Regions from separate parts of the Mus musculus genome. Here regions 2, 3, 4 and 5 are each linked to region 1. The links are chromatin contacts, called in public HiCAR-type and promoter capture Hi-C maps. All regions are on one chromosome and are shown on one strand. The core of a region is the stretch at or near the end of the contact, and the rest is flanking DNA. Distances in the headings are between cores, read along the strand shown. Region 1 holds the start of Huwe1 (HECT, UBA and WWE domain containing 1). Region 2 holds the start of Tsr2 (TSR2 20S rRNA accumulation). Region 3 holds the start of Gnl3l (guanine nucleotide binding protein-like 3 (nucleolar)-like). Region 4 holds the start of Fgd1 (FYVE, RhoGEF and PH domain containing 1). Region 5 holds the start of Maged2 (melanoma antigen, family D, 2).

Evidence for each region. Promoter capture Hi-C pulls out the DNA fragments that hold promoters and counts their contacts. HiCAR-type assays count read pairs that join an accessible place to other places.
Region 2: a promoter capture Hi-C map of 3T3-L1-derived adipocytes shows a contact between it and region 1, with 5 times the contacts expected there. The contact joins the promoter of Tsr2 here to the promoter of Huwe1 in region 1. A contact is called at or near these places in 9 of 39 promoter capture datasets (the 3T3-L1 cell line, 3T3-L1-derived adipocytes, the HPC-7 cell line and 6 more), 1 of 484 Hi-C or Micro-C datasets (CD4 T cells) and 5 of 115 datasets of contacts at active chromatin or transcription factors (astrocytes, embryonic stem cells, forebrain and 1 more).
Region 3: a HiCAR-type map of astrocytes shows a contact between it and region 1, with 4 times the contacts expected there. The contact joins the promoter of Gnl3l here to the promoter of Huwe1 in region 1. A contact is called at or near these places in 4 of 39 promoter capture datasets (the C10 cell line, hippocampal neurons, liver and 1 more), 6 of 484 Hi-C or Micro-C datasets (B cells, CD4 T cells, CD8 T cells and 3 more), 7 of 115 datasets of contacts at active chromatin or transcription factors (astrocytes, embryonic limb bud, extraembryonic endoderm stem cells and 4 more) and 2 of 9 other capture datasets (adipose tissue and liver).
Region 4: a contact with region 1 is called in a promoter capture Hi-C map of second pharyngeal arch cranial neural crest, with 2.6 times the contacts expected there. The contact joins the promoter of Fgd1 here to the promoter of Huwe1 in region 1. A contact is called at or near these places in 11 of 39 promoter capture datasets (the 3T3-L1 cell line, 3T3-L1-derived adipocytes, HPC-7-derived erythroid cells and 6 more), 2 of 484 Hi-C or Micro-C datasets (embryonic fibroblasts and nephron progenitors) and 4 of 115 datasets of contacts at active chromatin or transcription factors (astrocytes, cardiomyocytes, embryonic stem cells and 1 more).
Region 5: a promoter capture Hi-C map of pre-B cells shows a contact between it and region 1. The contact joins the promoter of Maged2 here to the promoter of Huwe1 in region 1. A contact is called at or near these places in 5 of 39 promoter capture datasets (cranial neural crest, frontonasal cranial neural crest, liver and 2 more), 2 of 484 Hi-C or Micro-C datasets (CD4 T cells and Th1 cells) and 1 of 115 datasets of contacts at active chromatin or transcription factors (astrocytes).

What each region holds. Positions count from the first base shown.
Region 1 is chrX:151,799,511-151,805,291 of GRCm38.p6, forward strand. Huwe1 (HECT, UBA and WWE domain containing 1) reads left to right here and starts at 3,772. Exons shown (of 83, transcript NM_021523.4): 1 at 3,772-4,059. It also overlaps the pseudogene Gm18498.
Region 2 is chrX:151,092,782-151,098,112 of GRCm38.p6, forward strand. It overlaps Tsr2 (TSR2 20S rRNA accumulation), which reads right to left and starts at 3,762. Exons shown (of 5, transcript NM_001164578.1): 1 at 3,648-3,762; 2 at 3,384-3,474. The coding sequence starts at 3,731.
Region 3 is chrX:151,016,031-151,021,195 of GRCm38.p6, forward strand. It overlaps Gnl3l (guanine nucleotide binding protein-like 3 (nucleolar)-like), which reads right to left and starts at 1,292. Exons shown (of 16, transcript NM_198110.2): 1 at 1,171-1,292.
Region 4 is chrX:151,043,174-151,049,099 of GRCm38.p6, forward strand. Fgd1 (FYVE, RhoGEF and PH domain containing 1) reads left to right here and starts at 3,997. Exons shown (of 18, transcript NM_008001.4): 1 at 3,997-4,808. The coding sequence starts at 4,502. Gm46690 (a long non-coding RNA gene) reads right to left here and starts at 2,919. Exons shown (of 2, transcript XR_001782846.2): 1 at 1,329-2,919.
Region 5 is chrX:150,812,390-150,817,671 of GRCm38.p6, forward strand. It overlaps Maged2 (melanoma antigen, family D, 2), which reads right to left and starts at 1,956. Exons shown (of 13, transcript NM_030700.3): 1 at 1,840-1,956; 2 at 282-348. The coding sequence starts at 326.

The DNA.
Region 1 (5,781 bases), core at 2,522-5,021:
GGAGTGAGTTCTCCTGCTCCCACCCCATCCAGGGGTCCTCTCCTTTAAGAAAGTTCTTGCCAGTTATGAAATTCTATAAGACAAGGAGCTGGCCCAGGGTGACAGGGGTCTACTGAGAAATCAGAAGCCAACCAAGAACTCAGAAGTTGCAAGACAAGCTATTTGGGTCCAAATGGATGTCAGCTACTCAAGAAACTTAGGGAGATCCATCCTTATGATCTGAAAGTGGCTGCTGTTGGAAATAAAAGTCCCTGGACCACTTCTCAGATGCTATTTTATCAAGCAAAGATACATAGCTGTCTGATCAGTTACTGCTCAAAGTTGAGATGCTTGTCCTGATTATCTTGTAGCCCTTTTGGAAGCCAAGGCCATGGATGGATGGCACAGAACCATGGCTGCTCCTTTCCAATGTTTGCTATGATAAAAACCAAGTCTGTTTTTAAAAATAATAATAAGACCTAAACATAGGACATTAGTTAAATAATCAGCCTTACAATGGAGTAACACTCATTCACGAAATACACCTTTGTTAAGAATATACAATGAGACTACCTCAAAGGGCCCTCTGTGCATCTTCTTAGGTTGTACAGAAAACTGCACATGGAGGGAGGGAGTGGTTCCATTAAGCAGATTCCCAATTCAGGGTTTGAACCACCATTCTGTAACGTGGAATGAATGTCTCAAGGGTTCTTTCACTAACATCTTTTCATTTTTGTTTTGAAAATCAAATTAATTCATTTGTTAAAATTCAAACCTTATTGAAGCATTCAGAGTTGCAAATCAATGCCCTTTCCCCCATCCTTTTACTCTCCAATTTCATTCTCTATCCCAGACAAATACCAATTAATAGGGTCATTTCCCACCAGGTCATTTTTATTTCTATACATTTACAAATGTATCTACAGTTTATGGAGTCCTCCAATCATAGTACCACCCCACCTAATACAAAGGAGAAATGTTTGAGGGAGGACTATGTGCCTTTGTAGATTTGCACGGTGCTTCTCATCCTTTATTCTGGCCCTCCACAATGTGTGTCATCTTGCCCTCTTATACTCCCCGTTCCTTAATTTTTAAAATGCATATCAAGTTTTATCCCTTCAGGGATTTTCATTGTAGAGCAATCAAATTCCAGTTCCTTAGTGATCCTACTATCCTCTATGGTGGCATTTATTGGACCATGAGTAGCTCCAGCAAGGTCTCCCTTAGGTGAGTAAAATATACCACCAAGGGAGCAGGAGCGCCCTCTCAAGGGACAGAGGCGGGGCTAATCGCGTGGTAGGAGGAGCCTTATATCCAGTGTGAGCTGTGCAGCCGTGGGGGTGGGGGGGGCTTTGTAAGCCGAGGGCGAGGGAGGGGGCTGGGGGGGGGGGACAAGATTGCTACTGGCCTCAGACCCTGCACACTGTTGCAGGCCTCGCCAAGCCCCTGCGGCGGAGGTGAGCTTAGTTCCCCCCTCCCCTCTTCCGGGACCTGGGGGGACGGGGCGGTTTTAGACTCCTCGAGGTAGGGGGCAGTTCCCACGGGATCTGGCTCTGAGGCTCGGAGGTAGCCGCTTTGGAGAGCCTTTGGGAAAGGCTGCTGAAGGGCCAGACTGGCGGTAGCAGCAGCCTTCCTCGAACCCCTCCTCCTCTCCCCTCCCCCAGTCCTCTGCGGCCTCCAGCAGAGAGCTAGCTGCATCTTTGGGGACAGCAGGACAGCGGGGAAGCAGCGAACAGCGCGCAAGAGAGCGGCCAACAGTGGGGATGCGAGGTACCGGCATTGGCCCTGGCCTAGTGGCCCTAGAAAAGAAGTAAAGGCCCAGCCTTCAGTTTTTCTCTTAAGGGTTGGAGGAAGGCGGCTTCAAGAGGAAAAGGAAGGTGAGGGGCGAGCAGGCAAGCTTCATGGTCACTACTAGGCGCGCGCGCGTGCGCGTGCATGTGTCCTGATATGTATGTGTGTGTGTGTGTGTGTGTGTGTGTGTTCTGATATGTATGGTGCTGCAGGACACACATTCATTTTGTTTCATTGCATTAATTTTTAAAACTATTTTATGTATCTTAGTATATCACAGCATTCAATTGTGTCCCATTTTTACATAGCTATATTGTATGCTTGGACTACAGTTTATTTAACCGTTTCCTGATTGTTGTACACTAGCTTGTTTTCTTTGGGGGAGAGGGGGCTATTGCAAGTAATGAATGGGCTTGTGTATGTTTCGTGCACATGTACGAAGGTATTCCTGTAGGAGAAATTCTTCGAGAAGTAATAGCAGAATCAAAACGTGTATGTATTTCAAATCTTGATAGATTTATCTAAATCTCCTTCCCCAAAGGCCATAATAATTTACACTCTCCAACGTAGTACGATATTGCCTATTTTTCCATAGCTATGCCAACATGAATTGTTACTTATCTTTATATCTTTTCAGTTATACAGTAAAAAATCACATGTCGTTGCTTTCATTTTACTGCTGTTTGAGCATATTTTCATTTTTCTAATTACAAAAGTCAGTAGTTAAATATGAACAGTCTTGTATATAAGCAATAAACATTTTGAAATTTTAATACCAACCCCCCCACTCTAAATTTCAAGAAAAATAAAAATATCTGGAAGTAAACTATAAAACTTTCAGGAATACAATGGAAGAACGTTTGCATAAATGGAGAAGGAATATCAGGCTTCTGCATAGGAAGCCTCTATTCTGTAACGATATTCATTTTTCTATATTGATTCAAGCAGTTGATGCAATTCCAATAAATATACTAAGTTTTTGGAACTTGACGATTCTAAAGTTTATGAGGGGGGGATGGCTAAGAATAACCAAGAAAATGTTTTTAAAGATGGGGGTGCTTGTACAATTAAACTGTACTCTGAAGGAAGCATGTTTAAATTAGAATAGACAGAACAATGGATTAGAATGGAAAAGCTCACAAACGGGCCAGACTGGATCCCGATTTATTGGAGAAACATTGTTGGTTAGACATGCAAAAACTGCCATATTAAAATCTCCAAGCGCCTTTCTCCCCACCCCAAGCTTGAATTTGCTTTTGAGGGCAGACGCCTTTGTTTGGAGAAAACCACTTTATTGGGTCTTTTTTGTTATAAGGTAAGGAAAGCCTCAATATTTAAAACTGGTGACTCCGGAGGTAGAACTAATGATATGAGCTTTTAGTGAAAAGATGGATTCAGGTTAGCCTGCAGTGCGGCGAAGGAAGAAGTATGGATATTAGAGGTCTTTAGATTTTTCCCCCCATGTTTTGAGCACAAAAACTGGTGTGTCATTGTTTCCATTTGCATTTGTGTGTTTATTGTAAATTGAACATCTTTTATGCGTTAGTTAAGACTAGCACGTTATTCCTCGAGGCAGGTAACAATGGGAACCCATTCTTTTCGCTTTCGGAATGGAGTTTGGCTAATTGGTACAGCCCTGCTGGAAGCGTGAGAATAAACAGGTTGACTTTTTAAGCACTAGGCAGGCTCCAGACACCTAAATCGGGGGCGGAGGTAGTTTTCAAGACATGGCCGAGATTTGGCGCTGAGCTGTGTCATCGCGAGGTTTGGTAGCAAGCTCCGCAGTGGGTCGGAAACCTCGTGGTAAGCGAGATCCCTAAAGGACGAGAGCTTCCTCCCTTTCCCCGAAAAAACTCCCAGTCATTTTCACGAAGCTCCGCCTTTCTCCTTTTTAGGAGCGTGCACCTGGTCTCGCGAGATCTCATGTTTCCTAAAGGCGAGGCGCGGGCGGTCTCCTGCGGTGAATTACGAAGGTCTCGGCGAGGCTGAACGTAATATCGCGATAGTTCCTACGGCGCATGCGGGAGCCGGCGGCGGCATGCTGGCTCCGCCCCGTAGTGCTCCGTGAGGTTGTGCGTCATTTGCTTTTCGCTTCGCGTGGGGTGAGAGCGGAGCGGTGGCGATTTGGGGTTTGGTGGCAAGCGAGGGTTGGGACGGGCTGGGCTCAGTTTTTCCTGGTCCGGTGGAGGTTCTCCTGGGATCACGCGAAGGCGGCGGCCGAGGTTGGCTACTGAGTGCAGGAGCTGCGGAGGCGCGAGCAGCGTCTTCTGGTGCTGCCGTTCTTAGCCGGTGAGTTCTCGCGGGAGCAGGGTTACGTCCTCGTGGGGATTCGCCGGCGGTGGCGGAGATACCTTGGGGGTGGGGGGGCAGTGACTAGGGTCGGGCCGCCTGTTAAGATGGCGGCGGCGGCGGCTGCCTGTCTTGCTCTTACACGGTACCAAGGGGTTAGCTATCCGCGTTTGTGACGCTTCTCAGGTACCAGACGTTAAGGAGATGACGAATGGCGAAACGTCGTGGTGCCGGTAAATCCTTCCTGAGCTGAAGACCATCCTGTTTCTTACCGGTTAAAGCGACACCATTTCCCCCGGCCTCTGCCTCGTGTGGGCCTGCCTTTGCCCCACCAATCGCTCTTCGCCTCTGTTTTCGTCGTCGCAGTGGGCGGGTTGGGAAGTGCGGGAGGGAGTCCATAGTTCATTGGGTAGTGGGCTGGGGATTAGATTAAAAAGTGGGAGAGAGGGACGCACCTAAGATTGTTCTCATAATTATTGCGCGCTTGCTGCTTCTCAGCCCTTGCAGCGACCCATATGAAACCCCTAGTTTTTCTTGATCCGAGGTGGGCTCTGCTTCCCTGCTCCCGCGGCTTTCGGGCTAAGGTTTGAGAGGTCAATCTGTAGAGTCATTAGAGTACCTTCCCTTTCCCAAATTCTGTCTCCCTGTCAAATCGCTCAGCTACGTGAATATCGGGATGCATTATTAAGGGGAGAAGTTAAAAAAAATCCTATCACTCCTCCTCTGTAGTCCTAATTTAGAGCCTAGCCTGAATCATCTACCCTGTCCCATGTCCTTCCGTGGTGCTTTTGGCGCAGATGTTAAAAGAGCTTATCTTATTCCCTGCATTTACTCCATCTTTGTGGATGGATCAGCAGTAACCTTCCATTTTCCTAGGTCCTCTTGCTTGTTTATCCCTGACGCGGGGACAGCGTACTGATTTCTTCAACTTTGAATGTTTTGAGACCATACTTGGGCAGAACAATAAACGGGTCAGTGGTCGGATAATTGCAGTCTTAGTGGTCTCCTTCGTGCCCCCACTAGGTGAAACTTTGCCTTTCCAACCCCTTCCACGCTACAAGCTCTGGGACCCGCCCCCTTTCCCGCCTATGTTTCTGTAGTCTGCTGGTCTGTATATCTTTTTGTTTTGTTACAGCTAACCAACATTTAAGAACTAAGTCTCACTTCTTAATCCTTATATTTCTCTCTTAACTGCTCTTCCTCCCACCCCCAGGAGCTGAATCCCCTAGCAAGGTGTCGACCCCCAGTACCTTTTCCTTCCTCCAGGAGTTTTACCCCTAAAACAGTCACGCTCCTTTTAAATTTAAATTTACTTCCTTTCTCCTCAAATCACTTCTATTATAGACAATTAATTCCCTATCACGTGTTTCCTTTGTAGATAACATGATTTGAATTACTTTTTATTTAGCACCAGTGTTGCATAGATTGAGGAGATGCTGCCAACATTTCCAATTCATAGGAAGCAGCCTGATTTAGAAAGTTAGTGTTTGCTTCCAGTTCACATTGAACTCATGACCTTGGGCAAATTACTTTTCAGATTTTGTTTGTTTATATAATGAGGGTAGTAATGCTTACCTTGTAGAAAATTTGCCTCAGAAAGTTTGGGTGCCTTTTTAATGTGAAACTGTATTGGTAGATAAATGTTTTTGTGCCATATTCTACCTTTATAGCCTGGTAAGGTTTTTAAAAATTGTTATTTCTTCAGCTGTATTTTTCTATGTT
Region 2 (5,331 bases), core at 2,512-5,011, 710 kb before region 1:
ATCTCTTTTCCAAACCCCCTCTATTGATACTCTCTTTTTCTCTGACCATTGCCATTGTCCTACGTTAGACATTATTTTCTTTTTTCTTTTTAAGATTTATTTATTATATGTAAGTACACTGTAGCTGTCTTCAGATGCACCAGAAGAGGCCATCAGATCTCATTACGGGTGGTTGTGAGCCACCATGTGGTTGCTGGGATTTGAACTTCGGACCTTCAGAAAAGCAGTCGGGTGCTCTTACCCACTGAGCCATCTCACCAGCCCCCTAGACATTATTTTCTATACTAACTACTTTCTGAATTTTCTAGCTAGCAAACACTACTTACTTACCTTAGAACCTGCTCATGAATTTTATCACCTATTGTGAAGCTTGCCTTTAGGAAATATTTTGCTGAGTTTCAGGGTTTTGTTTTTATAACAGGTATGTAGCCCAGGCTAGCATCAAACTCACTATATAATACAGGGTTAGCCTGGAATTCCTCCTGGTAATTGATTATCCTCCTTCCTTCACCTCCCAGTGCTAAGATTACAGGCATGAATCACTATGCCTGGTTAATGTGGCTCTAGGGATTGAACCCTGGACCTCTTATGTTAGATAAATACTCTACCAATTGTGTTACATTCCCAGCTCAATTTTGCTGAGTTTTACGGGAAGATCTCCATAAAAAGCTAATGGAAAACAGAGTCAGGACTGATGGCACACACCTATATAACCCTGCACTCAGGAAAATGAGGCATGAGGAACATAAATTCCATGGCAGCCTGAGCTATAGAAGGAGATACTGTCTCCAATTACTACTACTACTACTAGGAATAAAATAGCAGCTGGAAGAAAAAAGCTTCTATAATTTGACTGGAGAAACATTTTCTTCATTGAATATCTAACGAGACAAGTCTTTTATAGCTTGAATTTTACAGACACTGGCTTTCTATCTCTATAAGCAAAGTCACAGAAGGCCTTTTATCTCTTACCCTTTAGTCAGTGTCTCTGTACACACACACACACACACACACACACACACACACACACCATTCTCTACCACTCTTCCATCCCCTTAATATAATGCACTTAACTCCTTTGAGTACATGCTTTATCATCTCTACCTAGTTTCCCCCTTTTCATTCCTTAGGCCTCACTCTAATCGCTACTCTTAAGAAGGCCTCTTACTGACCAGTGGTGGCGCGCACACCTTTAATCCCAGCACTTGGGAGACAAGAGACAGGTAGATCTCGGAGTCTGAGGCCAGCCTGGTCAACAGAAGAGTTCTAGAATAGTCAGTGCTACATAGCGAAACCCTGTCTCAAAAAAAAAAAAAAAAAAAAAAAACCCAAAAAACAAAAATCAAATCAAAAAGGCTTCTCCTCAGGCTCAGTTAACTGAAGAATTCTGAGCTCCTCTTTAGCATAACACACACCACCCAGTATTTTAACTATTCATTTACTTACCTGAAATCACTCACTAGATTGTAAATGTTGAGCTGTGAATCTGCCTAATACCATCCTCAAAACTAGGATATTGGGGGCTGGAGAGATGGCTCAGTGGTTAAGAGCACCAACTGCTCTTCCAAAGGTCCTGAGTTCAAATCCCAGCAACCCCATGGCGGCTCACAACCATCTGTAAAGGGATCTGATGTCCTCTTCTGGTGTGTCTGAAGACAGCTACAGTGTACTCATATAAATAAAATAATCTTTAAAAAAACCTAGGATGTTAATGAAGAGTTAAAAAAAAACAGCATGCAATACTCTAAGTCCTCTTGTTCTTTTATACCCCACCAAGACAAAATGGAAGTGTAGAACTTTTGTGTAGAAGCAGCAGCATGTGCTTATCGAGCACAAGCACTTAGAATGTGGCTGGTCACAAATGAGACGTACTAAGACTTTTAAAATTCCAGATTGTGCCGGGCGTGGTGGCGCACGCCTTTAATCCCAGCACTCTGGAGGCAGAGGCAGGTGGATTTCTGAGTTCAAGGCCAGCCTGGTCTACAGAGTGAGTTCCAGGGCAGCCAGGGCTACACAGAGAAACTCTGTCTTGAAAAACCTAAATAAATAAATAAACTCCAGATTGTGAAATTTAATACTAAAAGTGAAAAATGCTTAATTCTTATGACATACTAAAATATTTTGGAAGAGGATTTTTGTTGTATTTATTTCATGTGCATGTTGTTTTGATTGCCTGTGTGTGCACTGTGTGTACCTGGTGCCCAGATAAGGACAGAAAGATGATATCAGAACCCCTGGAACTGGAGTCATAGATAACTATGAGATACCATGTAGGTGCTGGGAACGGAACCGAGGTCCAATGCAAGAACAAATGCTCTTAACTGCTGAGCCATCCTTTCAGCCCTGTGTTACTTATTTGTTAATTACATGTATGTGCATGCACATGTGTACAGATGAGGAACATTTTGGATCCTCTGGCGCTGGAGTTACAGGTGGTTGTGAGCTGAGAACCCAACTCAGGTTAGGAAGAGCAGGACGCACTTTTAACAGCTGAACATTTCTCCAGCCCCTTCTTTTATCATAAGGACAACTTGGGGATATGGAGCTTGAAACTTAGAGCAATTCCCCTGTCTCCGTCTCCCTGGTGCTAGAATCACAAACATGGCCCATATGCTAGACCTTGGATATGAATTTAATAACACTATAATATTTGCTTCTTTCATTCATTTATTCATTTGTGGTAGTATGAGTAGTGTAGAGCCTCACATGTGTGTAGTAAGCAAGCACTTCCATTGAGCTATATCTCCAAGTCTTTATATTATTTTTATTATGAGACAAGGTTGTGGTGAATCTGAACTTGAGGTCCTTTTGCATCAGGAATATGAGAGTACATGCCTGCACCACAGGGCCTGGCTGCCTTTTATTTATCAGAGGTACTGCTTTTAGTTTTGGTGGCACCAGGGTTGGAGCCCAGGGACACGAGCAGACTAGGAAAGTGCTCTACCACTGGGCTACACTCCTCACCCAACAATTTTAAAATTATATTTACTTGTGTAGGGAGAATCAGAGGACACCTTAAGCGTGTACCAGTTCTCTCCTTCCATGTTGTCCCAGCTATGAAATTCGGACTGTTATGCTTGTTGGCCTTTGTCCACGGAGCTGTCCCCCACCCCTCATCCAGCAATTTTAAGTTACAAGATATGACTCGAATAGTTCTTTTCGTCGGATCTTTCCATAACCATTTTAGAAAGTAGGAAAATGACTCTCTGGAAGGCAAAATGCGTTCTCCAGCATAATAGCATTTGAGTGTCATTGCCTCTAAGGCACTCTAAAGACACAATTCTGATCTCAAAGTCACGATTCATTCATCAAACGCGGGCTCTCTACGTCGAGGCTCTGCCACGCCACACTGCGACAGACAGCAACACCTCACATTCACTCACCATTGGCGATGAAGTAATCCTCCACTGCACCCCCTAGCCACTCGGCCTTCTCCTGGCTGTGCACGCCCCCGAAGCCATTCTCCACAGCGATCTGTGAACACAGGCCCAAGCCAACCATGACAGCATGGAAACCAGAACGGCGTGGCCTGCCGGGGCCTGGGAGTCTGCCGCTTACACCGCCCAGCCATGGCTCTGGCGCCTCGCCTGGTCAACTTCTATTTTGTCACAGCCTTAATCGTGACCCCCCGCCAGGACCTCACTTACCTGTAAAGCAGGCCAAGCCTCCAGCGCAGCTCGGACTGCAGCTCCGAAGAGCACACGCACATCTTCAGCGGCGCCCGCCATCATCCGTTTAGATCACGTGGCTCCCAGGCAGCCCAATCGCTAGGGCGACCTCACCAGGCAAAAGGAGCCAAAAGCCGATTCTCAGAACGTGGTTTAGTTTTCTGCCAATCTGGCTGGCAGCAAGACCAGAACAGTGGGAAACGCCATCAGTGGTAGATGCTACCACTTACCACAGTAAATCCTAATAATTAAAGGAGAACCTGGAGCAGAGTACTTAGGAAGCATAGCTGAAATAAAGAGGAAAGGAGAAAAGAATAGCGAGGGCGAGAAAACCTACATTTGCGAGGCTCAGCAGATAAAGGCAATTGCCTCCAAGCCTGAAGAACTGAGTTCAGTCCCTGAGCCCTACAGGATGGAACTAGAGAACCGATTTCTGCAATTTCCTCTCACCTCCACATGTGTTACACGGCATTCACAGGCGCAGGCACTCCCACACACAATAAATAAATGTAATTTTAATTTTTTAAAAATAATTATTTTATATATGTGAGTACACTGTCACTGTCTTCAGAGACACCTCAGAAGAGGGCATCGGATCCAATTGCAGATGGTTTTGAGCCACCATGTGGTTTCTGGGACTTGAACTCAGCTCAGGACCTCTAGGAAGAGCAGTCAGTGCTCTTAACCGCTGATCCATCTCTCCAGCTCCAACAATTCATTCTTGAGTCAAATATGAGTGACCATGTCCAGGATTCAGGTTGTCCAGAAAGATATTTTCTTTTGTGGAAGTGGTCAAATGACATTTTAGTAGTTACAGAACAAAGAAAGTCCTAAGTCAAAGCATTTACTAAATCTATTGATAGAGACTACAGGTAGTGGGATGAGGAAATTTCTGCTTAGGTTTCAGATACTGTCTGATGACATTCTTAGCTTTTGGATTCATAGATGCTCGCTGTTAAGTATGTATTTGAAAAGTTGTGATAACCACGAGATTTCTCGTTCAGATTCAAGGGAAGACAAGGAATTGTTTTCAATGGGATTAAAAGTAGCTCAAGGTCATTTGTCTCTCCTCTGTAACATTTTTACTCACCCCAACCACAAAGCTCCGTCATTTGGTCCTATAGAACGGTCCATACAGATGTACCTGTTCTTTTCTCTAGGAACTTCAGTTTCCACTGTGTAGCCATGTCTGGTATTGGACTCTTACCACACTCTCCTAAATTCTAGGACTAATCACACACCACCACACTTAGCACAGAATATAGATTTTTCTGAAGTTCACAAGAACATTCTCCAAGACACACCATGTAGTATTCCACACAACAGCGTTTAGTATGTTTTAAGGACTAAGGGCTGATAATGTTTCTATCTACCTTGCCAGCATACTGGGGTCCTGGAGTTTCATCCCAAGACCACAAAAGAAAAAAAAAAAAAAAAGAAAGACTGCAAAGCAAAATTAGAAATTAGTAAGAGAAAGAAACATGTGAAATCCATAAATTTGTGTAACCTTATGGACTCTATTTTATGGAAATAGGTCAAAGGACAAAAACAAAGGGAAATTGGAAAACACTATGAAATGAACCTTGAGTGTTGTAGCTGAAGTACTTAGGGGACACATTTTTAGCTTGCAACAAAAATGTTTGAGCTGTAAATATTTAGAAAG
Region 3 (5,165 bases), core at 42-2,541, 790 kb before region 1:
TCTTCTGTCATACAGGTGCACATGTAAATAAATAGAGCATTCATATACATAAATAAATACAATTTTAAAAGTAGAGAAAATCTGAGCTCCTATTCTATGGATGAGGAGAGATTTCGAATGCACTGCATTGTAGGATGATCAGTGATATCACTGGCTTTCTGGGCTAAATGGGAGGGGGGAGTTGTCTGCATCTCTACTGCTCAGATGCCCCCTCTCTTGGTCAATCTGGTGATTATAAATCATTTGGAGGGTGGGGTTCTGTCTCTACCTCAAAAGGGAAGAAAATAAACCTGAGTTTCTCTACCCTGAGGGTCTACTTGAGAGGCATAGCATTATCTCAGTGGACTAAAGTCTGTTCCCAGGTACTGTAAGCCAGTTTGGGTGGGCCTTTACTACCGTCAGAAAAACAGCAATTCTTTATGGGGTAGCTATGGGGGTCTAATTTTCCATAATGAAGGGGGAGGGGTAAATCTGTGTGGTTGCCCATAAGTCTCTGTCTCCAATGATTTTGAGGGCTGATGGTGTCTGGTGACTGGTTACAAGGGTAAACATGAGAAGGGTGGGTCTCTACGTTAGGAGCTCTCTTCCTCTAGATATTACACAATTCTGAGCTCCCCTATCGCAGTATGGAGATGGACAAGCCCCGTTAAAGACCTATGCCTTAATAAGCCAGAAGTCGGCCTGCTCAACCTTGTATTGGAAATTATTTTCTTATAGGGCAGGGATGATATCATCCACCATTTGATGGGTCGACACACCTGTCTCCATTACGCAATGAAAGTATAAACGTAATAGACCTTCTCACACATGGATGGGGGCGTCTGTCTACATGGGAGAAATGGCAGTAATGCGAAATGACGCCCAAATATCCTGAAAGGCGGAGGGCAACCGACATTTTGTCTCATACGCATGGTCAGTGCCTCTCTACATAGCCAGGATGCATCTTTAGAGCCTCTCTAGGAGGCCGCCAGAATGCAGTTCAGCGCATCGCCACATGTGGAGCTATCCGTATCCCTCTTCCAGGCCCTTCTACTTTACAAGAGAGCCAGCTTTTCACCTCTCTAGTCCAGGATGGCGAGCATCTCTGGTTTCACCTTTAAAAAAACAATCTTTACTATACTGCTGGCCTGGTGAGCACTCACCACGAAAAAAAAGAGAGTAGTCTCTTACCTACACTTCCGGCAGGGACCTCGGAGAGCTGTTAGAAGCACAACGTCGCCAGTCCAGGAGTGCGCAGCTAGGCTCCGCCCAGACTTCCGGATCCCAGCCCAGCTCTTTGCTCCGCCTAATTTGCGTAAGACGCAAGGGCGGAGTTTCGATATAATTGCTGCGCCGCACAGTCCCGCCCCCGCTCCCACGCTGGCCCCGCCTCCTGGCTGCCGGCGGGTAAAGAAATAGCGAAGAGGGGGGCGGGAGCCTGGCGATGGGAGGGGGGGCAGTTGTGTGTATCTGTGTCTTGTTTGTGTGTGTGTGTGTGTGTGTGTGTGTGTGTGTATACTCATGTGGCCACAAAAGCTATTTGTAAGACGAACTCTTTTGTGCGGCTTCCTGGCTAGGGTTAAGGATGTATCTTCTCTAGTCTGTTACCAAAGTAATCACTGGCAGCATTAGATGAGGGTAGGGGGCAATAGTTTGTCCTCCTGGAAGATGGCGACAGACCGGGTGCGAGAAAATGGCCGCCGGAATCACGTGTCTATTTGGCTGCGTATATCCCACCTGAAATGAGTTCGCTGTTTTCAGCAGCTTTCCAGTCTCACGGGACTCTAAAGCATAGCAAGGCTCAGCCGGGAGCAGCAACCGAAACTCTTTGGAATTGTCACTCACCGGTTTACCCTCTTCTCCCTCATGTATGATTCCTGTGTCTGCAGAAAATAAACCTATCTCTAAAGCGAGGGTAGGTAAGGGTGTCTTTAATAACCATTTCAGGAAACTTCTGACTTGACTGGGAAGTGAGATAACCCTCCAAAAAGCGTAACTATTAATTTAATTCCTTCCTGGTCATTTACTTCCAGTCCTTTCCCTCTCCTCAAGTCTAAACCTTAAGGGTGGGGGTTGGGCTAGGTAAGGCAACCACCCAGAACGTGTGTTCTTCATCTGCAACTCATTCCTGCTGAAAACAAGCCCTTTTGCTCTCCCTCCCCTTATAGTACAGGATTGGCTGCTACCTTTCTCTCTAGACCCCAGATTCTTCTGGACCCCCAAAGTAGCCATAGTATTTACAGGCTCTATTTACCTATTGTAGCTCTATGAAATTTCTAATACCAGCGTTTTTATGACTCCCAGTTGAGTAAGAATCACAGCATCCTTTATCACAATACTACACTGTAGTAGGTTTTTTTCTTAAATTTTTTGTAGATTTGTTCTAGTTTGTGAGTTTGCTGTTATGTGTGTGTGTATGTATGTGCACCATATACCTTCCTGATGCATGTGGAGAGCAGAAGGATGCTTTGGATCCTCTGAATCTGGAGTTGCTGATGGTTGTGAGCCATCTGCATGTGAAAGCTTGCTGCTGAGCTCAGGTCGCCGGCAAAAGCAACAGGCTCTCCTAACTGCTGAGCCATCTCTCCAGTCCCTGTACACTATAGTTCTTAATGTGGCTTCATCACCACAGGAGAGAGGACTCCTCAGAGAAATGACAGTTCATCTTTGAACTCTCATAGAAACCCAGTACAAAACTGGCTGGAAGCAAATTTGTCAACTGAAATTAAGAGCTGCACCACAAGTCAATGGGGATTGAACAGTTTAATAGGTAGCATTGGGAAAATTGGATCAGGATAAAGAGAAATATAAATGCCAGGTATGGTAGTACATCCCCTGAGTACAGAGTCTGAGATTGGAGGATCAGAAATTCAAGATCATCCTGGTTTGCACAGGCAGAGTGATTTAAAAAGGAAATTCATGATTTTGAAACAGAATGTCTTCTAGCCCGGGATGTTCTCAGAATCTCTGTATCGCAGGATGACCTTGAACTTCCTGATCCTTCTCTGTGCAGCTCTGGAATAATAAGATTAGAAGCCTGTGCCGCCACACCCAATTTAAATGTATGCCCTGCAGTGGATCCAACACAATACCTTTTGCATGTTAGACAAGCACTGTACCATCTGAGCTACATCCCCAGTTCAATCTTAAATGATTGTCTCCAGGAGGAACAGCAAAGTATGGAGTACAGATGAAAGAGAGTTTATGATACAACACAACCTGTAAAGTAATACAAGCTCATCGGTTGCATGAAAAACACAGAAACAGAATGAAGATAAAATTTGCAAATAATCTCATTTTTTCCATTAGTGCTTTTCAAAATGTGATACTTGGACTACCAGAGGATCTTAGAAATGCAAATTTATGCATCAAACCCAATTTTCTCAACTAAAACTCTGGCTGTGAACAACACCAAGGTTATTTGATAAAGCATCCAGGAATCATTTTATACGCACCTAAAATTGTGCGTGTATGTGTGTGTGTTTGTGTGTGTGTGTATACATGTATATTATATATAATATATTTATATATAATGTATATATGTGTGTTTATACAATATATAATATATAATAATATTTATTTTATCTTAAAGGAAGTTAAACCACTTGAGCTGATAATACTTCCACAAAAACCATAGCTTAACAAAACCCCAGTACCATGCATGAGAAAACTCCTTTCAAATGATTGGTCAGGGTAGTCAAAGTGACTCTGAAAACAGTATAGATTATTGATGTAGCTCTTGGTTGCCTCTCAGAGCTTGAGGGTAAGCCCTTGATGCTGAAGACACTGTACACTTAAGACAAACTCTTATGATTTGAGCTGGGTCTAGCCTGAAAGCCTGTTTCCTATGGTCTAGTTTCCAAGCTTCCAAAAATACTATACAAGCTACCCAGGGAGGGAGGCAATTAAACAGTTCTGTTCAGCTGCAACACCTATGAGCCACTATAATTAGCAGTATTTTATTTATTTTATGTGTATTGGTGTTTTGCCTTTGTGCGTGTATGTGTATCATGTGCATGCATGCTGCCTAGAGAGGCCAGAAGGTGTCAGATCCCCTGTATCTAGAGTTACAGTTGTGAGCTACCTTGCAAGTGCTAGGAATTGAACCTCAATCCTAAAAAGCTATCAGTACTCATAACTGGTGAGCTAAATTTGCAGCCCCTATGTAGTACTTTTTAGTACTAAGTTTGAATTTTGAACTTAATGTGTATTTACAAGCATTCTACCACTGAGCCAAACTCACCCCTAGTCCTGCAATCTGAGCTACAGAATGAGTTCAAGACTAACCTGGGCAGCTGAATGAGATCCTGTCTAAAATTTTAAAAAGTCAAAAAGGGGGCTGGAGAGATGGCTCAGCAGTTAAGAGCACTGACTACTCTTCCGGAGGTCCTGAGTTCAAATCCCAGCAACCACATGGTGGCTCACAGCCTTCTGTAATGAGATCTGATACTCTCTTCCATTGCGTCTGAAGACAGCTACAGTGTACTTAGATATATATTTATTAGATAAATAAATCTTTTTAGAAAATCTTTTTTTAAAAAAGTCAAAAAGGAGACTGATGATATAGCTCAGTGTGAGATCACTTGTCTAGCATGGGCTAGGCCTAGATTTCAATCCCTAAGACTACAGAAAAACCACAATAATTTAATAATGAACTTAAATATAGTCTAGGGCTGGGGTTGTAGCTCAGTGGCAGAATATTTTCCTAGCATGCACAAGGCCCTGAATTCCATCCCCAATGCTGCCAAAAAGTTAATGCAAATTAATGTATATATCTAGTGCATGCATAGATCTTCTGTATACAAATATGTGCATGTCACATTCTCAAATTACCCAATTATCCTCAAAATGTTTTAAAAGCTAATTCTATTTTTGGATCCCAGCATCTCATCAACATGCATGCATTACACACAACCTGTTTTAATGTATAAATGGACTCCTACATTTTGTCAGGAGTTGTATGTTTTTCTTTTATTTTTTGTACCTTTTCTGTATTTTGTGAGCTTGTTATTTGAGACAAGATCTCATGTAGCTCAGGCTGATCTCAAGTTGGCTAGGTATTAGAAGATAACCTTGAATTTCTGATGCTTCTGCCCCTACCTCCTTAACTACTAGAATTACAGATGAGTGTCACTCTGCCCAGATACTATTTGAATATATTGATAGATTTGAAGAGTCTAGGCTAC
Region 4 (5,926 bases), core at 2,747-5,246, 760 kb before region 1:
CTCTAGAAGAGCAGTCAGTGCTCTTAACCACTGAGCCATCTCTCCAGCCCCCTGCTGTAGCCTTTTCATAGCTCATAATTAAAGTTGTCCATTGAAGAGCTTCAGAAATTGGTTACAGAACACCTGCTCAATGAATAACGACTATTTGCAGAGCGCTACATTGTATTGGCTATTGTAAGTCCTCTAGAGACGGAAAAGGCATACAGGATGATGTGTTTAGTTTAGTTACAAACATTATAGTGTTTTTGCCTTTTGGTGATGGAGTCTTGGTATATTACACAGGCTATGCCATTTTATATAGAGGATTTAACAAATATGCATATTCATTACAGTGCTTTTTGGCTTTGTTTTTGAGAGACTGGGTTTCTTTGTATAGCTCTAGCTATCCTAAAAGTCACTCTGTAGACCAGGCTGGCCTTGAACTCAGAGATATGCTTGTTTCTGACTCCAGAGTGTGAGGATTAAAGCCATGTGCCACCACACCCAGCCTTTTCCCAAGTCTTTTGACTTGAGATTGGTTGAATCCATGGATGCCAGTTCTCCACAGGGTCTTCCTACTTACTGAGGCCTTTCCCTGGAATACATCCTTTCTTTCTTTCTTTTTTTTTAAACAAATGTACTTATTTTATATACGAGTACACTGTCACTGTCTTCAGACACACTAGAAGAGTGCATCGGATCCTATTACAGATGGTTGTGAGCCACCATGTGATTGCTGGGAATTGAACTCAGGACCTCTGGAAGAGCAGTCAGTGCTCTTAACCGCCGAGCCATCTCTTCTCCAACCCTCCCTGGAATACCTTCTTTCTTTCTTTCTTTCTTTCTTTCTTTCTTTCTTTCTTTCTTTCTTTCTTTCTTTCAGATTTATTTATTATTATATCTAAGTACACTGTTGCTGTCTTCAGATGTACCAGAAGAGGGCGTCAGATCTTATTACAGATGGTTGTGAGCCACCATGTGGTTGCTGGGATTTGAACTCAGGACCTTCGGAAGAGCAGTCAGTGCTCATAACTACTGAGCTGTAGCTCCAGCCCCCCCCCCGAATACTTTCATCTGCATTCTTCATTTGCTGATTCCCATTCTTTCAAGCTTTGCTTGACCCCTAAAGCTAGACACTACCAACCCCTAAATTCTTTCATTCCTGTCACTCTCTCTGTTCTGTTCATTCATAGCCTTAATGCAGTTTATAAATGTGCATGTTTATGTGTTGTAATCTGGTGTGCATTTATGTCACGTCATCTCCGGTACTGGTCCGGTCATTTTGAGAGTGGTGTGTGCTCAACACTTTCCTGTTTGTGATCCTTCTTACAGCATAACTGGTGCCTCACCTGAAGCCTAGACTCCATGCTCCGGAGACATTCACAGCGTCAGCTGAAACTTAGGCAAGTGAAGAGGAATGAGGGAGAAGTGAAGAGAGTTCCATATGCGACGGCAGCAAACGTGCAAAACCTCAGCCTTCATCCCAGCACACCGGAGCCTGAAGCAAGAGGACTCACTGCAGTCCAAGGTCAGCCTAGACTCCAAATGAGGCCCTGCCGCTAAAAAAAAACCCAAAGAAGCAAAAGAGAACAACAACCCAAAACCTCCAGAGGTCATATGGATGGAATTGTCAAAGAATTTTAAAAATTAAGGTTAAAAAAGCCTTCAGAGGCTGGATAGACCAAGGAACAGTCTTACAATTTTTCAACTTTGACTCAAGCATTAGGTTTAGAAAGGCTGATTGAGATCTCACCAGATCATAAAGAGCCCTGCCAAACCTCTAATGTTAAGGAAGGTAAATTTTCTTTTGAACCTTTGGGGACTTGGAAGATTCTAAACTTGTGAATGATATTTGATTTTGAAAGACATAGACTTGCCAGATGTGGTAGTATATGCCCTTAGTCTCATCACTCAGGAGGCAACCACAGAGGGATTATAAATTCAAGGCCTGCCTAGGCTACACAGTGAGAGCTTGTCTCAAAAAATAGTAATAATACAGACTGCCTACAATATAGAGAATAGATTCCAGGACTCAGTGAACACTTGCCTGTCTTGCCTGAGGCTTTGGGTTTGATACATGATAATGAAAAATAGTTAAGAATAGATTCCAGAGAACAAGACTGAAACAGGAGAGCTGTGAAGGTATTGCAGATTAGAAGCTGTACTAGCCTACACCAGCGAGTGGCAATGGAAATGAGACTGTATAAGTAGATGATGGAGATGGTCCTGTAGATGATAGGAAGACTTGGCAATTGCATGGGGGGGGGAGGTGTAGAAGAGAGAGAGAGAGAAAAGAGCCAGGGTATAGCTTAGATCTCTACTTTGACCAAGATCCTTCACTTAGGTAAGGTACAGCTCATTGAGAGAGGATTTCTTGAGTTGGGAAAGAACAGAGATTCTAGGTTTCTCTAGGATTTTCAAACAATGTTGTTTTCTAACCAGCTGAATGTCTGGGCCAGGAAAAATGTTTTGATTTGAAGTATTTTAGAGTAACTATCAAAGAAGTAATAATTGAAGCCATAGAAGCAAATGAGATATTGAGGGAAAGACCAGAGAGAGTGCGTGGGAAGACAGAGCTCAGGCCAAAGCTCCCAAGAACACTACTAAGACGAGGAGGAAACTGAAAAGGAAAAAGGAGAAAAATAAGCATGATATGTCATAGGGAAGCAATTTCAGGAGAAGGGAGAGGTCACTGGTGCTACCTGAATGCTAGCAAGTCCAAGTAGGATGACCTCTAAAGAGATTCTTTTCGGTTTAGTAACGTAAGCTATGGAAGACCTTGATAAGAAAAATAGCTTGGAAGAAGTAGTAGAGGTGAGTTGTAGCAGGGTTAAAGATAAGTGGGAGGTAGGAAATGGGACACTTGACTATGAGCAAGTCTTGAGTCATCTGTAAAAAGAGAAGAGAGATAACTTTTGGTGCTTGTTTTTTTAGATGGGAGAAGATACCTGACTGTTTAAAGCCCAGAGCGAAGGGACTCGGAACGAACTCAGAGGTCTGTTGCTAAGAATTCCAGACCTTTCTTCTGGCGTCTTCTGTTCACTCCATGTAAGTAGGACATGGGCTTATCAGCTAAGTACCGTGGGACGGAGTTGGGGGCACAAATCAAGATCTTGGGGAGACTAGATTTGATATGGCCACCATGGATGAGAGTTATCTAGGCAATGGGGGTGAAACAGAAAAGAAAGTTGACTACTAGTAGGGTGTCGGGTCAGTTCTGAGGGACTTGTAGAAGCTGGGAAATGAGGGTTTATCATGACACAAATGTGGAAAATTGTAGTGTTACCCAGTAGTGTTCAGCTGCCTGGGCACAAGCATGGAAAAAAAGGCAAACAGTTGGACTGGTTCAGTTTTGGGTTGCTGCCAGCCGGGTAACGGACAAAACAAGGGACCGCGACAAAAAGAGTGGAAAAGTAAAGGGCCATGAGATCTGGTCTGAGAAAATAAGTACTAAAGGATCGCTACGTGCCAAGCCTAGCTTAACTCTGGGACATGTGGAAAGGCTTCTGGGAAAGAGTGTGATGGGAGAGCGGAAGAAGGCATGAGATGCGACGGAAGGGTCGATTTCGGAAATTGGGCCCAGAGACTCGCCTCTGTGGGACCAAGGAAGGATGGGAAGGAAAGCTGAAGGGCCAGCAGAAGGAGGGCCTTAAGCTCCTAGCAGTTAGAGGTGAAACTGGCCCTAGCGAGGGGGCGTGGCCAAGCTCAAATCCCGACGAGGGGGCGGGGCTCCAATAACTGGGTCTCAGCGCCGCGGTGGCTGCGGCTGTCTCAGCAACGGCTCGCGCCTCCCCATCCCCCAGTTCCCAGGGCTCTTCCCGCCTGCCGCGGTGCAGACCCAGGACGAAGGCGGAGAAGCCCGGTCCAGCCCGGTCCTCCGCCCGCACGGCTGGAGCATCGTTCCGGAGGACTGCCCGAAGGCAAGCCTCGCAGCCGGAGAGCGCGGCGCACACGCGCGCCTCCCGGCCGCGGCCGTCCTCTCTTCCCTCCTTCCTCTCCTCTCCCCCTCCCCTCTCCTCCGCCCCCAGCCTCCGCTGCGGCGGGAGGAAGAACCCTTCCCGACTAGCCCAGAGAACCCAGGTCGATTCTCATTCCGGGAGAAAGAGACCCCCCTCGGTGGGATCCGGCTGGCCGCTCGCCCCCGGCTACGGAAGTGACTGGTCATCTATTAGGAGAGCTCGTGCCTAGCGCAGCCCCCGACCCTCGCCTAGCCGCAGCCGCATAGACAGCGCTCCCCAGCGGGCCCCCGGCCCCGCCGAGCCCACTCCCCGCTTGGGGCCAGGGCTGGCGATGCCTGGCGCGGCAACGGCGGTGGCCGCGGCTGCTGCTGCTGCTGCCGCCACGGCTGCTGGCCGGAGCCCGGGTCGGGGGCTCGAGTCTCCGCAGTGGGGCTGAGCCCGCAGCCCCGCCCCCCGAGCCTGAGGCCGCTGCTCCGCCGGGCGCCGGGCCTTCTCCGCCCGCGCCTCCGCCCCAGGAACTGGAGCCAAGCGGGGAGCCCGGGCCCCGCGCCCAGGCCCGGACCATGCATGGCCACCGAGTCCCGGGGGGCCCTGGGCCTTCGGATCCCGAACGCTCAGCGGCAAATACCCCCGGTGCCGCTCCGCTGGCCTGTGCCGACTCGGACCCTGGAGCCTTGGAACCCGGGCTGCCGGTGAGCAGGGGCTCAGGCACGGCTCTTGGAGGCCCTTTGGATCCTCAGTTTGTTGGACCCTCGGATGCCAGCCTGGGAGCGCCTCCAAGCTCCCGGGTCTTACCCTGCGGCCCTAGTCCTCAGCACCACCGGGCCCTGCGCTTCTCCTACCACCTGGAGGGCTCGCAGCCTCGGCCTGGTGAGTGATCCAGACAGCATGGGAACCTGGGCCACGGGCCTGGTACCGGGAACGGGTTCTTGTTCTAGGACTTGGAGCCGACATGCTCACCCTAGCCCCTTGGGTCCCCTCAACCCCTACCCCCACCTCCTGCAGTATTCGGTCCAGTCCTTTCAGCCTTTGCCCCTTGCTCTTATCTGTCCCTTGCGCCCTCAAGCCTTAAGACTCCTTTCTCTTCTAACTGTTGAGGCTAACAGGAGAGGAAGCACTCCAAGAAAAGGGGGCAGGATTTCAGGGCAGCAATGGGGATGTGGTTGGAATAGGAGAAAAGAAGTCTCCCATTAGCTAAGTGACTACATTTGTGCATGGCACTGAACTGGGTACTTTTACAAGGGTTTTTGTTTCAGCTTCAGGAGCCATCTGTGAAGTGGATATCATCAATTACATTTTTAGGGGTGCAGACTGAGGCTTTGAGAAGTAACTTGTCCAAGGTCACACTGTCATTATGGTGCCTGGATTTAAAAACAGATCAGAGTCCAAAATCTGTGGTCTTCCCGCTTCCCCAAACTGAAGCTGGAGAGTAATGCAAGCTTTCTCCTTATGTGATTTCCCCTTATACGACTCAGTAGCCCGAAAGTATGAGCAAAAGAGAGAGGGAGATGGTGGACTGATCCTAGATTGTGCTTCTGCTAGGTGTGTGTGGCCACAGGACAAGGGGAGGAAGAGGTAGGGGGTATTGATGAGAGAGAAAGGTGGAGCTGAGCCTGGAGGAAGGGGCTGAAGGCGCTGCTGGTACGAAGGAATAGGACAGAGAGGTCAGAAGGGAGAGCTGCTGGGCCAGGAGATTGTTTGGAAAAATCATCAGGATGGTTGCTTGGGTTTGCAGTGTGGTGGAACAACTCTAGGTCAGGCTGGGGCCACAGACCCCGATGGGCCTTTTCATAGTCCTGAGTATCTGAGCAGCCTAGCAGAGCCTCTAGGATATTCTCACGTGGGCCTGAGTCTGGGAGCCTTGAAGGAAGAACAGTGTATGGATCTGCCCTATCTTCACTGGGACTGAAGGAGGTGGTGAGCTTTTAGCAGCTTCCAGGGCTCATAGCTCACCTTCCACAGATCACTAGGACTGTGGCTCAGGACCA
Region 5 (5,282 bases), core at 706-3,205, 990 kb before region 1:
GCTACACTTCTCTGACCTGTAAAGACTCTTACCTGTGGTGTGCTCTGACCACCCCAGCCTAAACAGGCTTCCCAGTTAAAAAGTAATGACAGAACCAAGGGCCCGCCCACCCTCTCTCCCTTCCTCTTGGCCTCCCCTCCACTGGGGAGAGGGGATGCACCCAGGCAAAGAAGTGGGTGGAGAATGACAAGGATGGGAGGAGAAGCTCCAAGGATTTAGGGCAGCAAAAGGGGCTTGAAAGGCAAGCAGCAAGAAAGGGGGGGGGGGGGTATCGGTCTTACCTGAGAGCGAGCTGGATCTGCACCACTCTCGCTTGTGTCAGACATGTCTCAAGTTCACCTAGCAAAGCTGAGTTCAAAGAGAAGGCCTGGGTCAAGTGGAGAGCCCGCTGAACGTCGTATCCCTTGTTCTGCCTAGAAGCTGATCCTCACCTTCTTTAGGGCCCCAAAGCCCAGCCCCTCCCGGAGCCCCAACCAGTAGGTGCTCAGATACAGAAATTCTGTCTCTAGGTCTCAGTTCTCTGCAGCCGCACCCTCCCCTCCTCCAGGAAGATGTGCCAGCGCGGCAGCTCTGAGGACCCCGCCCCCTTTTCCCAGCGCACCCCCCCCCAGCCGCAGGCTTAGAGTGCGCATGCGCGTCTTCTGCAGCGCCCTTTCAACCCCGCCTGCTTTCCCAGTACAAACCCGTTCTTTGAAGTCCACCGTGCACATGCGCATTCAGCAGCTGGCCCAGTCTCTGCGAGCCCTTCTCAACACGCCCCTTTCTAGCTATACATAAAGCGCATGCGCAATGTCCACGGTCTCAGTCCAGCACCCAACTCCTATACACGCCCCTCTCCAGGTCCGCAATGCTGTTCAGCCCCGCCCCCTCCCCAACAAACCTTCCATCCAAATTGTCGCAGTGTCTGGTGGTCCTAGCCCCTCCCCTACTCACAACCACCCTATCAATTTCACAGAGCCTCCAGGTCCCGCCCTTTATCCTAACACGCCCCCCTCCAAACGGTAAAACCCAAATTGGTTTGGCTCCTTCCCTGTAACACCCCCTCCTCAACTCAGGATTGAACTAGTGATTCCATCTTAGGCCCAGCCAAACGGGGTCCAGTCCCCTCCCTTCCTAGCTGGATGGATTCGGTAAGATTTGGCTCTTAAGGCAGGTTTTCTCCAGATCCCAGAGGGTGGGGCCGACCCCTAGCAGGCTCTCATCCAAAGCTGGGGCCCATGACTTACCTCGTCCTCCTACAATTCCCGAGTGTGTCCACTCTCTCCAAGCCCCTCCGAAACTCAGATACTGCCCTCCCCACTAAAGGCCGGAAGTGGTCCCGCCCCTTTCCGCCTCCCTAGGGGGCCTCCGTCCCAGCCCGTCTGCCCCTCCCCCCTCAACACTCCTTATTCCCCCCCTCCCTATTCCCTTGCCTAACTCCGGACTCCCTATTTCCCATCGCATTTCCTATTTACTCTACAGAAATCTCTTCCCATTCCTTACATCCTTCTCTGTGTTACCTATGCAACCCCCCTCCCCAGTGTCCCTTAACCCTTCTCTGCATCCCCTATTCTTGTCCCTGGATCTCGCCTTCCCCTTCTTATTTCCCCATATTCTTCCTTCTCCTCCAAGCATGCACAGTTCCCCTTTTTCTCCCCTCCACCTCTGCCAGTCTCTGCTGTCCAGTTCATATACAGCTTACTACTTTCTTGGTCGTTCTCATTCTCACACCGCATCAAATGCAGCACTTCTGCTCCAGCTATAGTGGTCAAATAAGAATTGCCCACCTGCCCAGCTATAGGTTTCAGGTAGTTAGAACCACTGTCTGCTCACCAGGAAAGCCCAATGTTGTTCCCTCACCTTGTCCTCCAGTGAGTCTGGGATGCGTGTGCCTGCTCCTCTCAGTCCCTCTCGAAGTCTCAGCCTCCTGGACTAGAGCTGCAGACAGCCCAGCCCAGCCCAGCCCCTTTCCGCAGCCCCCTACCCCCCGCCCCCTTCCTCGGGGGTGGGGCAATGGGGCCCTGCTCAATGCTGTCTGACGCCAAAGCCCATGTTTATGCCTCTGTACCAGGTTCGGTCTGAAGCCCTTCCAACCCAAACTGCCCCCACGAAAACGATTCATTCATTGAAATTATTTATTTTATATCGTTATTTTTCTTACTACAAAAGTAGTGTGTTGTCATGTGAAAACCAGAGAAATGCAGAAATATGTAACAGAAAATTAAAAGCTATCTTTAATCTCCTTCCTCAGAAATACTCATGACATTGAGTACTTTGATAGACATTCCTCCATTAATTTTTTAATTTGTAGTCTGATTATGTGCACTTTCTCCCTACACCGGCTATACTAGTTACCTACTGTTCTGTAACTGCTTTTTTTCAAGTTATATATTCAAACCTCTTTCCCTTAGCATATGTTTTTTTAGAAATGTATAATGTTTTCTTGTATAACTGTCCTATAATTTATTTACTTAGTTCAGCTTCGTGTACTTTCTGGGTTGTTTCCCCCTTTTCGAACTATTACAAACAATGCTACAAGGACCATCCTGGTGTCTATATTGGACTGTTTTGTTGTTTTATTATGTTTTGCTGATTCAATTCATTTGAAAAAACTACCATTTTCAGCGTAAGTTAACTGTACAAAGTAATGACTTTTATTATGGCATTGACAGATTCACCCTCAATAACGTTTTTCACTAGTTTGAAATGGCACTTCTGTTGCCTGATAAATTCACATAAACAACTGGGTGTCTTCATGAGAACAAGATAAAATGTAAAGACAAAGAGAAGTAGACAAAATATCATTAGCAATAGAGCAGGTGAATGCAGACCCAGAAAAAGCTTATTATAAACTATAATTCACGGTAGTTATAGAAATAAAATTCAAGATCTTTCTTATACACAAATAGTCAGAAGTCTGCTTCTTGAGGTCACCTTTGCCCATACTGGACAAATGAAAGATAGCCAATCCTTATGGCTTTATGGACAATTTGATTCACATACATTTTCACACATCATCAAGGCGGGTTTATATATTCGTTTCATTTCCTATAAACTGTTACTTCCCCCAAGTTTGTAATGTCACCCTTCTACTTTCTTATCTCCTAGGCTCTCTCTGCTGAGCACAAATGAATAGTCTCTCATTTTCTTCCAATTCTGGTGCCCCAAATTCCTATCCTATCCAACTTATGGAAAACTTCCAATACCAAGAAAATAAAGTTCTCAAACCTGAGGGTCCTGAGGGTCTATGAAAGCACCCTACAGCTGGTCACCACATAGATGTTGTAGGTGTGTGTTTTAGAAGATCTTAGGTGTTGTATGGGGATTAAGTGTCTTCTTGGAACTAGAGAGCATAGCTATGACCTTGGTAGTCATCCAAACAAGCAGTGCTTGTGGTTTGGCCTAGAGTGTTAGCAGGGGAGATAGTGAGGAGATTGGTGGGGGCGGGGTGGACTGCTAGGACTTGATGAGTAATTGGATTGTGGAGGGGTGGATTGGAAGGAGGAACATAGTCAAATATTGGCATCTTTCTTTAACAGATAGTGCAGATAGTGACCCTTTCAGTGAGTCATGGAATAATGGAGTTAAAAAGGAAAAGAACATTGATTTTATGGCACTGGTGGTACATCCAGGTAGAAATGTCAAATTGGCAGTTGGATAAGCCTGTCTGAGAATCAAGAAAAAGGTCCGAGTAGAGGGTATCAATCTAGAAATTGGCACTTGTATACTTTAGGGTAGTAGTGCAGTAAATAACAAGAACTTAATTCCTGACAACTTTGCTGAATTTCCTTTAATGAGAAACATGTATGCCTCATTCAGCCATTGTATTTTCGAGTCTACACTGTGCCCCAGTTTCCTGGTGGTTCTCAGTGTCATATTGGTATTCATGACAGTGAGTGGATTTTCAAGAAACACCTATCTCTATTTGCCAACCTTTTTCTTCTGAAAATTATATCTAGTTGCCCATATACCAGTTAAACAACACACTTTACTATCAGAAGATGTGTTCTCTCACCTAGGAACTTCTTCCCATGAAACTGCTTTCTGTGTGCTCTGTTAACAATTTCTAACATTTAGAACTCCATGTTGATTCACTTGTGGTCTCTGGAGGAACAGAATTAGAACCTTGCATACTATTGAATTTAATGAAGTAAGCTCAATTCATGTTCATCAGCCGGGCAATGCCCTTCCTCTCTTTTACTTCCTTCCTAACACAATGGCATAAATATCCTTATCTTAGGACCTTGAGAGGCAACCTTATCTGAAGAGAAAAACCAATTAGTTAAAAAAATCTTTACTGTTTGACTAAGGAAAATTTCTTTCATTTTCTTCTTATGAACTGTAGAATCTTTTGATCATCAGCATTAGTCTACAGAATCTGAAAAGCCCAAGTCATTATGCCCTAGGCCTGTTTGCAATGACCATAGACAATCAGGAAAAAAATAACAAAACAAAACAAAACAAAAAAACCGGGGATTATGGTCAGCGGGCACATGCTCTTCCCATAGAGCCTGATGGTCTGAGTTTGAGCCCAGAGTCCCATATGGTGGAAAGGCAGAATGGATGGTAGAAAGTTGTCTTCTGACTTCCAAATGTGCACCACAGTGTGTGTGTTTGTGTGTGTGCGCGCGCACGTGGGCCGCACACACATGCACATGTATGCACACCAACACACAATGTGTAATAAAAAAAATTTTTAAATAAAAGAGAAAGTTCCTGTGATTACATAGGTCCCACATACCAGCATAGGGAAAACATGAAAAGCTGAATTACCTTTAGATGTTTCAATTAAGGAAATAAAGAACCCTGGCTAAATACTGCTTAGCATAGAACGCCTGGATGAAACTGGCTTATGCAGGGGTAATTATATTACAGGACACCTGAAGCTGAAAGAGGGTGTGCAGAATATCCTTACCACCAATCCTGCCTAGCAAAACCTTCTTCCCCTAAATTCAGAGAAGGTTCTGGAAAGAGTGGCAAAAAAAAAGAAAGAAAGAAAAAGAAAAAGAAAAAAGAAAGAGTCCTTCCAGAGCTACTTATTATTCCTTCTGTCACCTAAGCTGCACAGCATAGCAGGTTACAAATTGGTCATCAGACTTTCTCCTTCAGACACCACATCCTTTCTCAGTACTAGGGAAAGCCCCATGCCTCATGCTTGGTGGGACTTTTCCTCTACCCTTATTGATAGTCTTTCCATTTCAGTCTCTCCTTTTCCCTACCCCTCTCTTCCCTCTCCCTCTCCCTCTCCCCCTTCCCCTCCCCCTGCCCCCTTCCCCTCCCCTCCCCCTCCCCCTTCCCCTCCC